2 separate regions of the Podarcis muralis genome follow, and region 2 is linked to region 1. A link is a contact called in public Hi-C data. All regions are on one chromosome and are shown on one strand. Each heading gives the region's core, a stretch centred on a gene start, on an enhancer-like site or on the middle of the called end of the contact. The rest is flanking DNA. Distances are from core to core; before and after follow the strand shown. Region 1 holds the start of ABCF3 (ATP binding cassette subfamily F member 3). Region 2 holds the start of LOC114598062 (mitochondrial ubiquitin ligase activator of nfkb 1-A-like).

Region 1 (6,336 bases), core at 2,402-4,901:
TGATGGTATCCAAGACCATGGTGCATCTTTGAGGTAATGAATATAGCAATATAGCAACTTTAGCAATAAAGTTAAAACATGGAGGAGGAGGTGTAAATCCAGACTTGGCTCTTTTCTAAGCTATTCTGTCTTATTTCCTTTCCTTTGCTTCCTCTTAATTCAAGGATGCCCTCTGGTGGCAGTTAGCAGGTCCTACCACCCTGTAGTTCTACGCCCTCGGCTGATTTATTTTCTTTGCTGGCTCCCCATTTTAATCAAGCAAGGAAGTATTCCAGGAGGTATGCCTGGAACTGGGAAGCAGGGAAAGTGTGCATAACTTCACGCTTCCTGAAACAACACATGAACTGACATGCAGGTACCCTTTGCATGCCTCAGAATTTTATGATGCGGTTCTCCAACACAAAAATGCACGTATTAGGAACAAGTGCAAACAAAATGCAAATATTAACAAAAACAACATACAAAAATGCATTAAGGGGATATGTTTGTGAAATTATGCACAATGATAAAAAGTTTTACTTAAATACTGATTAATTATCATAAGCACTTCTTTTAAAAAATTGCAAAGATGTGTAAATGTGGTGAACTGTGCTAGAGCCTGGGAAAATGAGGATCTGAGGGAAACCCGAAGGGAAAGATTCATCAGCATGCCTTTCAAGTGTTTATTATTATTATTATTATTATTATTATTATTATTATTATTATTCCAGTCTACATCTCTACTGGAACTATCTTAACTGCCTTTGCATGCAGAATTGTTTTTAAAGATTTGTATTATTTTATATATGTAAATATATTTAATTGTTTTTACACTTTTATGGTTTTACTGTTCTGTTTTACTTGCTTTCTACTTATATATTTAATTGTTACAACCTGTCCTGAGGCCTCAGGTAAAGGGCAGGCATGTGCTCAGTGGACCTGGCACTCTAAAAAGCAGCAAGCGTTCTCTGGCATAGAGTCTGTAGTGAAAGGGAGGAAGTAGTTGCAGCGTAGCAAGGCTAAAAGGGGACGCCACAATAGAAGTGGATAAAAAAACGAATGATGAAAGAGCAGCCAGTAGTGTGGCAAATGGAGAGGGAAAAGCACAGAGGGGCCGCCAACAGGCCAAAGGAGGCAAAGGCATACTATGGCACCCATTTTTCCCAGGCTGTCTCCCATCCAAGTACTAACCAGGTCTGACCCTGCTTAGCTTCCAAATTCAGGCATGTTCAGGGTAGTATGGCTGTAGACATTGTGCAAACCTCCCAACATTGCCTCTAAGGAAGAGCATAATAGAAGTCTCTCTCTTCCTCACTCTGCAGTAAAACCCCAGAAAAGGCTCCCCCATCCTGCCACATCCTACAGAGCACAGATTTTCTTTCTCTTACCCAGATGAGCCCACTGCCTGTTCAGACTACAGTTCAGAAAGTTTGGACAGTTTACACCTCAGCCAAAGTTGTCCTGTTCCCTCTGGTGAATGCAAACACATTCTTTTTTCAGCAGCCTCCAGCCTGATACACATTATCTGAGATCTCTACCCTTGTTGCCTTTTTAAAACTTCCCAGAAAATTGCTGATACCCAGAAATGGCAAATTACAGCGGAACTATTTAAAATCTTTAAAGATGATGCTGTTAAGGTGCTAAACTCAATATGCCAGAAGGTTTGGGAAACTCAGCAGTGGCCAGTCCACATCCCAATCCCAAAGAAGGGCAGTGCCAAAGAATGCTCTAACTGCTGCACAATTACACTCATTTCATATGCTAGCAAGCTTATGCTTAAAATTCTACAAGGAAGGCTCAAGCAGTATGTGGACCGAGAACTCCCAGAAGTACAAGCTGGATTTCGAAGGGGCAGAGGAACCAGAGACCAAATTGCAAACATGCGCTGGATTATGGAGAAAGCTAGAGAGTTCCAGAAAGACATCTACTTCTGCTTCATTGACTATGCAAAAGTCTTTGACTGCGTCAACCACAGCAAACTAAAGCTGTGACTACTTAAAGAAATGGGAGTGCCTGATCACCTCATCTGTCTCCTGAGAAATCTCTATGTGGGACAAGAAGCTACAGCTAGAACTGGATATGGAACAACTGATTGGTTCAAAATTGGGAAAGGAGTATGACAAGGCTGTATATTGTCTCCTTGCTTATTTAACTTATATGCAGAATACATCATGCGAAAGGCTGGACTGGATGAATCCCAAACTGGAATTAAGATTGCCGGAAGAAATATCAACAACCTCAGATATGCAGATGACATAACCTTGATGGCAGAAAGTGAGGAGGAATTAAAGAACCTTTTAATGAGGGTGAAAGAGGAGAGTGCAAAATATGGTCTGAAGCTCAACATCAAAAGAACGAAGATCGTGGCCACTGGTCCCATCACCTCCTGACAAATAGAAGGGGAAGAAATGGAGGCAGTGAGAGATTTTACTTTCTTGGGCTCCTGCATGATCACTGCATATGGTGACAGCAGTCACGAAATTAAAAGACGCCTGCTTCTTGGGAGAAAAGCAATGACGAACCTAGACAGCATCTTAAAAAGCAGAGACATCACCTTGCCAACAAAGGTCCGTATAGTTACAGCTATGGTTTTCCCAGTAGTGATGTATGGAAGTGAGAGCTGGACCATAAAGAAGGCTGATGGCCGAAGAATGGATGCTTTTGAATTATGGTGCTGGAGGAGATTCTTGAGAGTCCCATGGACTGCAAGACGATCAAACGTATCCATTCTTAAGGAAATCAGCCCTGAGTGCTCACTGGAAGGACAGATCCTGAAGCTGAGGCTCCAAGACTTTGGCCACCTCATGAGAAGAGAAGACTCCCTTGAAAAAACCCTGATGTTGGGAAAGATTGAGGGCACAAGGAGAAGGGGACGACAGAGGACGAGATGGTGGGACAGTGTTCTCGAAGCTACAAACATGAGTCTGACCAAACTGTGGGAGGCAGTGGAAGACAGAAGTGCCTGGCGTGCTCTGGTCCAGGGGGTCACGAAGAGTCGGACAGGACAACAACGTACGTTATCAAATTCAGGCTGTTGCTGCCATCTGGTGGCCTAAATGGAATATGCCAAAACGTACTTATTCATATTAAAACAGTACATACTGGGAGTATCATTCAGTGGACCATAGGGGTTGCTAATTTTGTTGTTTGCCTTACCTCGCATGCAGTGCTATTAGAGCAATATTTCCTAATCTTCCAAAAGCTGACTCTTCTGAATTAAAATCACACACTTCCTTCTTTACACCCCGCCCCCCAAAAGGTTTGCTTTCAGTGTAGAAGAGCTACCCATTCAGAAAGGAGAAAACAGAATCATAGAATCGTTCTAGAGTTGGAAGGGGTCTCCAGGGTCATCTAGTCCAACCCCCTGCAATGTAGGAATCTCAACCAGGTCATGCACGACAAACGGCCGTTTAAACTTTGCTTTTTAAAAACCTCCAAGGAAGGAGAGTCTACCAGCTTCTGAGGGACTATCCTTGCAATGTAGAACCACTCTTACTCTCTTCCACCCTTTGGGCCTAGGATATTGCAGACATGGAAAAGGGGGCCATTGGTTGCGTTTGGAGTTGGATGAGAAATGGGGAGAGGAAGGCCCCGATCCTTTTCTCTGCCCCTCCTCTTTCCCAGGGTCCTTTGCGCCCGGCTGCTCTCCTTCCTCCCAAGAATGGACTACATTTCCCATCGACCACCGCGGCGTCGGCCTCGGAGTCCGAAGGCTGCATCCGGGCTCCGAGGAAGGCCCAGAGGCCGGGCGGCGATGGCGGCCTCCTGCGCCGAGATCCTGCGGAGGGAGTTCCCGGAACTCGACGGGGAGATGTTCGATTACGTGACCGGTGCGGCTGAGGCGAGGGCGAAGCGGGGGGGGGGGGCTGGGCTGCGGGCGGGGGGCGTCTTTCTCCTCAGCACAGCCGGGACCAGCCGGGCTCCCTCAGCGTGGCTGTCCCCGGCTTCCCTCCGCAAGGCTGAGGTGGCCATGCTGAGGGAAGGGGGGCGGCGGGCGGCGCGAGGAAGCGAAACGGGTCCTTGGCCCTCCGCTCCTTCTTCGCCTTTGGCCTCCCCTCGTGTCGGCTGTATGGGATGCGAGGCCCCCAGGCGGGTGTGTGTCATGGGCGTAGCCAGGGCTTTTGGTAGGGAGGGGGGGCAGGACTTCGTGGGGGGGGGCACAACCGGCGTAACTGGTCAATTAGTTATTTCTATTGTTTTACTTGATGGGGGGGGCAAGTGCCCCCCTCTGCCACCACCCCCTTAGCTACACCCATGGTGTGTGTGTGTGTGTGTGTGTGTTATCTGGAACGAAGGTCCCAGGTAATGACACCCATATATCATATATTTCATTCTCATATATATATATATATGTGTGTGTGTGTGTGCGTGTGCGCGCATATCAATATCCATACATATGTGTGTCTATACATATACACATGCATATACACACACAGTAGTCACACGATTGCTCAAACTGCCACAAGGCTTCTTAAAGCTGGAAACATGCTTTATAAAACGTGCCCACCCCCTTGCAAATCTCTCTTTCAATAATAATTTTAAAAACCTTTCTGCATCCCAAGAACCTTTGCTGCTCCTGCACATTGCCTACTCAGAAGTAACTCCTGTTTGGTTCAGTGGGCAATCCAAGGAATCAAGCGCCTTCTCCCCAAATTTGAGCCTAAAGAGACACTTGTGGTTCAGGCTGAGGGCCTGTCAGCCACCCAGTTTAACAAATCAGCAACGCCACCTACCTTGTTTGGAAACCAGTCAAGTGACAGATATATATATATATTTCAATGAGTTAATTGGGCGGGGGGGGGGTTGAGGGGGTCTCCAAAGATAACGGCAGACTTGTTGTTAAATGACAGGCAAGAAATTATTATTGCATACTGTACAGTATTTATTTTTCCTTGGGGCTCATGACAGCTTGCATATAAAAATGAGAACCGCTAAACGAGAACCATGAGGGGGAAATCATTTTAAAAACCAACGCTATTAGAAGTAGAATATATATACAGTGGTACCTCGGGTTACATACGCTTCAGGTTACATATGCTTCAGGTTACACACTCCACTAAGCCAGAAATAGTGCTTCAGGTTAAGAACTTTGCTTCAGGATAAGAACAGAAATCGGGCTCCGGCGGCAGCAGGAGGCCCCATTAGCTAAAGTGGTACTTCAGGTTCAGAACAGTTTCAGGTTAAGAATGGACCTCCGGAACCCGAGGTACCACTGTACAAGTAAAGTATATATGGTAAAGTAATATATGCATACATATATGTGTGTGTGTGTTTGTGTGTGTGTGCTATATGTATATGCTTGGAAAAATCTATTGGAACCATGCAAACAATCATAATTAAAAACAGTACAGCACCAGCCCTTTGATTGAAAGTAGTCAGTTCCTAAAAGCCTGTTTGAACAAAAAAGTCTTCACCTGCCAGCTTCACCATTTTCAGCCTGAGGCGAGCACCCAAGGGCCACATACCAGTGGTGGGGCAGGCCAGAGGCAAAAGTCGGCAGAGCAGAAAATAGATCATGGGCTGCTTATTTAACAGGCTTTAGTCTTAGGTCAGTGGTTCAGGATTTCTATCCAACTAGACATGTTTAAAGGAAGCAAACTTTACTCTTATTTATTTCAGTTTCAGCCCTGATCCTAAACATGCTTATGTGGAAATAAGCCCAATAGATTTCAACTGGATTTACATCCAGATAAGTCGTCGTCGTCTTCTTCTTCTTCTTCTTTGGCGATCATAAGTATGCCTAGTGTTGCAGCTTTGATACATCACCTCATCTCTGCAGCCTTGAATCCATTCTTTCCCTGATTGGGACTCAGAGTTCCAGAATGATGAAACATTTTGCCTGTTCTTTATCCTCCTACTTCCTTTCTCCTTTCCTTTCAAGGTCTAGGAAGGTATTTTTCTGGGAAACCCTCACAGGGTATGGATCAGCCCAAGGCCCAGAGGCTGCTTCACAAACTGAGGTGTGGTGTGTGGGCAACATTGTATGAGGGAAGAATAAATCGCATGGTTGACCCCACCCCCATTACAAACCACATAGTCAAGATCACACTTGTTTCTCTCTGGATTAAGTAACTTTTCTTTTCCCAAGCAGTGTCACAGGAAGGATCATAGAATGATAGAAGCGTAGAGTTGGAAGGGACCACGAGGATCCTGTAGTTTAGCCCCATGCAAATCAGGAATCTTTGGTCCAGAGTGGGGCTCAAACCCACGACCTTAATAAATTGAATTACTGCTTACTAACAGACTTGAGTCTTAGGTCAATGGTTCAGGATTTCCATTCAGCAAAAGTGTATATCCACCTATGCAAATTTAAGGGAAGCAAACTTTAATCTGCAATACCCAGCTATCCTCTTTCTC
Region 2 (6,329 bases), core at 2,828-5,327, 300 kb after region 1:
GCAAGACACCAGCGGATTGCAAACATTTCAAAATAACACAGCTAATCAGCAAGGGAGGAAGAAGTATCTGCACCAGTGCAATAATATCAAAGCTAAAAACCCAAATGCAAGCTAAAGCTAAACGCCATCAAATTATACGGAGGCTGAAACTGGCGATGTTATAAATGTTAAAAGGTCCAGAAAGAATCCAAGCCCCCACCATCCTCCATGTTAGAGTGGGATGGATTGACATGGGGGTGCCCCTCTACCCACCTCTGCCAGCAGAAGAGCTCTGCCATGGCAGGAAGCCTTGTCACCAAGGGCCCTGGCGCCCCAGTGCACCCGCCTAAATGGCAGATGAGCAGAAAGTGCAAAAAGCTGCCTGTAACCAGCGGAAACCCCTGGAATAGGATGTGATGACGCCAGTACAAAGTCCCTGGTGTCCTGTGTGAACTCAGATGCTGTCACATAGTGGCAATGTGCCTGCACCAGTCCTCTTTGTTACACCAGCCTGGGAGTTGGCACAACACCTCCATCGTTCAGCCTGGACACTGAGGTCCAGCTCCGAGGGCCTTCTGGCGGTTCCCTCACTGCGAGAAGCGAAGTTACAGTGAACCAGGCAGGGGGCCTTCTCAACAGTGGTGCCCACCAAGTGGAACGACCTCCCATCAGATGTCAAGGAAATAAACAACTATCTGACTTTTAGAAAACATCTCAAGGTAGCCGCGTATAGGGAAGTTTTTAATGTTTGATGTTTTATTACACTTCTATATTTTGCGGGAAGCCGCCCAGAGTGGCTGGGGCAACTCAGTCAAATGGATGGCATATAAATAATAAAATGGTGGTGGTGGTGATGATGATGATGATGATGATGATATAAAAAGGGGCATTTATCCACCCCCACTCTTCTGCTCTGGCCAGGGTGAGCCACAGGACTGCAGGTGTGGTGCTGGCTGTGCTTTTTGAATTTTAATTTATTTTAATTAATTTTGGGATGCATTTTAATTGACTGATTGCTTGTTTTTATGCTTATTGTATTATTTATATGATGTTAGCTGCTCTGAGCCCAGCTCCGGACGGGTAGGGTGGGGTACAAATAATTTTATTATTATTATTATTATTATTATTATTATTATTATTATTATTAGTCCATCAAGGGGTCAGGATTGTAGCCTTGAAAGGTCTCCGTCCAGGACCAAAGTGGCATTAAAGTAGGTATCAGGAGAGCCTCTTTAGAGACAGAGTTCCATAAACGGGGGGCCAGCACCAACAAGGCCATCTCTCTCATTGCCACCCAAGCCATGTAGGGCTTTAATGGTTAAAAGCAGCACATTGATTTGGTGCTGTGTGGCTTGGGAACTAATGGACCATCTCTCCCTGTACATTCCTCCCCATGCCCCAAGGTCATCAACGGCAGGGATGGGGAGCCTGCGGTCCTCCAGAAGTTGCTGGACTACAACTCCCATAGTTCCTAACAACTGGTCATGTGGGCTGGAGGTTATGGGAGCTGAAGTCTAACAAGATCTGGAGTGCCACAGTCTCTCTAACCCTGATCTATGCAGATTTTTCTGCGAGTGCCACCTTAAAAGCTGCCCAATTCACATTTCAAAACTTTTCTGCTAAATTTACACTTCAAAGCTACCCTGCTGGTTTAGGCCAAAAGCCCATCTAGCCAAGCATTCAGTTTCCAGCAACACCCTGCAAGTTGCTTGGCAGAATTCTACCCCCCCCCCCTGTGAATTTGACCAACCCCCTTCCAAAGCCATCAAAGCTCATGCCCATCCCAAAATCTCATGGTAGTGAATTTTGCTCACTTGGTGGAGCATGAGACTCTTAACCTCATAGTTGTGGGTTTGAACCCCACGTTGGGCAAAAGATTCCTATATATGAAGACTAGATGATCCTCATGGTCCGTTCCAACTCTACACTTCTATGCTGTGCAAAGGGATGCTATCTTGTGTCTGCCCTGAAGTGACAACCATTGGGAAACCCTTCTAACCACCCTGGGTTCTAGCACTCCACTCCCTCGAACTCCAGATACAATATGTGGATAAATACCAGACTATCATATAGTACTATCGTAAAGATGATTGAAGCATCATGGGAAATGCTTTGAATACTTGAGACAAGCTGTACAGATGCTAAATATCACTCTGATCTGTTCTCCCAAGAGCAAGGGAGAAGCAGGATGTGCAACAGCATACCTGGATCTTGGTCACCACCTTGGCCTTCTTCCTGTGTAGGTAATAAAAGAGACCAGAGAAGGCCAGGCTGGATCCTAAACACACCAGCTCTCCTGGTGTCAAAGGCAAAGTATCCATCAGAGCTTCTTCCTGACAGCTGGAAAAGAAGCGAAATCAGATACTGAGTTACATAGGAAGAAGGAAACACCTCTCCCACCTAGAGTGATTCTTGGACATGGAAGTGTCCAGAAACACGGAGAACAAGCACTGTCTGAATAACACCAGAGGAAGCTGCCTTCTACAGTCACCAGACCCCTGGCCCATGTAGCTCAGTGCTATCTATACTGACTTGGAGAGACCCAAGATCAAACATGGGACTCCCCCCCCCCATGCTATGTCTGCCTAGCCCTTTATAGATCTGTAAAATCACTTAGATTATCTGGGGAAATTCCACTCACGGCACCACTATACTATGAAATGCCCTTCCCTCTGTAATACATGAAGATCGGACCCACAAGGTCAGGTGCTGTTTTTATTCTCTAGAGCATCCACTTTCGTTTTTAGATGTTTCCTTTACTGCGGCTGTTTTTAGTGGTGTTTTTTTTTGGTGTTTTTTTTTGTTCTCATGATATTGCCTATCACTTTTATGTTGTACACACTGCTTGGAGATTTTTAAAGCAGTTTACAAGCACAAATAAATAAATAAATGCACTGCAAAACTCTTGCTGACATGCCGCCCTCCGCTTTATGCAGAAAGCTGGTCACATGACAAGGGAGGATCACCCAGGCCGAGATATGCTTTATCAAGTCTGAACAAGGAAGAAGGCAGTGCCAGATTGATTTTTCTGCAGAGCTTTGCTTGGCATCCTATGCTCTGGTCAGTGTCCCCTTCAGTTGTCCTGCTGATATCAAGGACACCCAAAGGGCAGTCTCTCCAGGATGAAAGCAGGATTTCTGGGAGGTGGACAGGAATGAGAAGTTCAGCACTACTGGTTCAACACCTCCATCTTTACTCCGCAAAACCACCTTAGACCGGTGACCTGCATTTCGTTCATGAGCCACATAAGACACCTTGGATTGCATTCTACAAAGTTCAACTCGGAGCAGAAATGAATGAGCCTACACAATGGTTAGAATGTGGAGTTATCCTGGGAGAGACCGGAGTTCAAATTCCCCACTCAGTCACCAAGTTCCCTGGGCTAGTCATTGTCTCTCAACCTAGCCTACCTCACAGGGCTGTTGTGAGGACGAACCAGAAGGGGGACAACCAAGGACGCCACCTTGACACCCCGGAGGGAAAAAGGTGGGATATAATTGTAAAATAAATAGGCTGGCTGCTGACTTCAAAGGGTGTACCCAGCAGGGCTGGCCTTGACGTGTGGAATAGAGAAATCTAACTGCTGCACCAGGAAACTACTTGCTCCAGAGAAGGGAGCAGAGGGCTGGTAGGCCCTGGCAGCAGAGGAGGGCGCCACAATGCTTGCCCACCCAGGGAAAGGGAAGCCCCTCCATGCCCAGCCCTGCCCCCCACCCGAAAAACACGTGCTCCGAGGCACCCACGCCCGCCCCCTCCACCCAACTCCGCGTCCAGGATCTGGGTTCAAATCCCGCCCCAACTCAAGCCACGAAGCTCGCCGGGCGACCTGACAGCCTGTCCGCCTAAGGAACCCACCTCGCAGGGTTGAGGTGGGAGGTGAAAGGGAAACGAGACAGGTGGGGTACAAAGGCGACGCCGACATGCAGGTGCAGGTACCCGGCGGGTCCCGGGCCCACCTACCTCCTGGCGCGAGAGCGGTCACCTCCATCTCCGCGGACCTCTTTCCCAGCGGAACCAAGCAACGCGCATCAGATCCCCGGCCGAGCTGCCCAGTGCGTTACACCCACGCCGCTCCGCCCCTCGCCGCGGTGGCACACGGGAAGCGAAGTCCAGCGGGCCTCGCGCCCTGGTGGCGACGCGGCGAGCGCCTCCAGCGACGGAGACTACGACTCCCGGCATTCTCTGCATCGCCCAATGGCAGGCATCGGCATACGGTAAGTACCTTCCGATTCGCTCCGGTTACCTGGGACTACAAATCCCATCAGGCATAGCGGCGAGCTCAGCAAGCATTTAAATGGCTTTGACAGCGATTTGGAGGCGTGGAAATGGACGAGGGCGACGGGAAGGTTATTTTTTACCTTGCCCGGAATTTACCCCGTTTATCCGAGCTTGCACCGTGGTCTGGCAGAGGAGTTTGTTGCATTTAATTATCCTTCACCTGCTAGAAACATTCCTGCTTTAGAAACATTCCTGCTTTAGAAACATTTAGAAACATTCCTGCTTTAGAAAATTGAGGTGGTTTTGATCTGCTTTAGCATTTCAATTTTTTGTATGTTTTTAAAGTACGCCTGCAATCCCCACCCCTTGTATTTTCTTGTCCTATTTATTTTTTTGTAAGCCCCTCTGAGGTGTTTTTTTAAAATGTACTGTCAAGCGGTGTATACATTTTATGAAATAAATAAAAACAAATAATAAATCAATTATTGTTAAAGCCATTCATATGCCAGTTTAATGTCATGCCCTCTCTTATTCTAGGCTGCATCAACAGAAGTGTTGTGTCAGGATTAAGAGCTCCCTTCAAACTATGATTCTATCTAGTTGAAATTAATGCTTCGCAGGTGTTTGGACTAAATGACCCTTGAGGTCACTTCCAACTTTACAATTCTGTGATTCTAGTGTTCCTCTATTCTGCCTTGGCCACACCCAGCCTGGAGTTCTGTGGCCAGTTCCGGGCACCCTAGTTCAAGAAGGGTGTTGACAAGCTGGAAAGTGTGCAGAGGAAGGTGACCAAGATGATCAAGGGTCTGGAAACCAAGTCCGATGAGGAACGGTTGAAGGAGCTGGGTATGTTTAGCCCGGAAAAGAGGAGACAGAGGTGACATGATAGCCTTCTTCAAATATCTGAAGGGTTGCCATTTGGAAGATGCAGCAAGGGTAGGACCCAAACCATTGGATTTGAATGACAAGAAAGGAAATTCTTACTAAACATTAGAAAGAACTTTCTGACTGTAAGAGCTGTGGTGGACTGTCCTTCATTGGAGGCTTTTAAAGAGAGGTTAGATGGCCATCGGTCAGAGATTCTTTAGCTGTGATTCTTGCCTTGCAAGACCCCTTACAACTCTACAATTCTATGATTCTATGTACTCTGGAAAAGAAACATACCTAATAATCACTATAAGTAAAATAACAAAATATGGGTCTGATGCTGCATGCAGGCTACTGGTGTCATTAAACCACATAACTTGTAATGTTATGTGAGGAAGGATCCAGATAGATAACCATGGGATGCTGCAACACCCCCCCCCCCCCGACACACTCACCAGTGCAAAAATACCACTGAAGAGAGTGGGCATTTTCTGACCAAATGTGCATCGGGTATATGATGTCATTGACTATCACCATTATCCCACCCCTTTCCTGCCATTTTTTCTTACCACAAAAATTCCTTCCTCCTCACTTTTTCGGGGGGAGCATGCTTGTTATTCAAGTGTGTCAAATCCACTTAAACTCTGCAACTTAAATTTGCCGGTATATGACTCACAAACAGGGACTGGCTGGAAATGACCTAAGGCTCTACCTACTGTAGAGCAATGCCTACTAAGCATGGCCATAGCTGAGTGATAAAAGCATCTGCTTTGTGATACAGGAGGTCCCAGGTTTCCAGGGCTGGGAAAGACTCTGGAGAGTCACTGTCAATCTGTGTGGGCAACATTGAGGCCGATTGTCTAGGGTATGCTCCTTATCCCAATTTCTAGCCTAAAAGCAGGAGGCTGTGTTTGCTGTTTCATAAACCTTCTCTCTCCAGATTTCATTTTTCACCAGACATTATCCAGGACCACTTTGAAATAACCAAGCGGAAAGTGCTTTTAATAATTAAATACACCAACAGCATCCCCCCCTCCCCAACACACACACACACATACATACACACACACACACATTCTAATCCAAGGCACTATTCCCCACCAAGCTCGATAGATGGGAAGCAAAAGTTTGGAAAACCTCTAAGCTAAGCTAGTTTTGGACCGGTAATGATCCTGGAAAAGGGGTGAAAGGAAACATCTCCGAAGTGATCTGGTGGGTCCCTCCCTCTCCCATCTCTCCTGGGATCAGTCTCCTTAACGCCCAGC

Evidence for each region. Hi-C and Micro-C count contacts between places; a contact is called where the count stands out from the background.
Region 2: a Hi-C map of blood shows a contact between it and region 1, with 8 times the contacts expected there. The contact joins the promoter of LOC114598062 here to the promoter of ABCF3 in region 1. A contact is called at or near these places in 2 of 3 Hi-C or Micro-C datasets (blood and tail).

What each region holds. Positions count from the first base shown.
Region 1 is chr6:7,049,039-7,055,374 of rPodMur119.hap1.1, forward strand. It overlaps ABCF3 (ATP binding cassette subfamily F member 3), which reads left to right and starts at 3,652. Exons shown (of 21, transcript XM_028731730.2): 1 at 3,652-3,809. The coding sequence starts at 3,734.
Region 2 is chr6:7,344,364-7,350,692 of rPodMur119.hap1.1, forward strand. It overlaps LOC114598062 (mitochondrial ubiquitin ligase activator of nfkb 1-A-like), which reads right to left and starts at 4,078. Exons shown (of 5, transcript XM_028731713.2): 1 at 3,940-4,078; 2 at 2,184-2,319. The coding sequence starts at 2,300. It overlaps ECE2 (endothelin converting enzyme 2), which reads right to left. Exons shown (of 19, transcript XM_028731712.2): 19 at 6,046-6,329.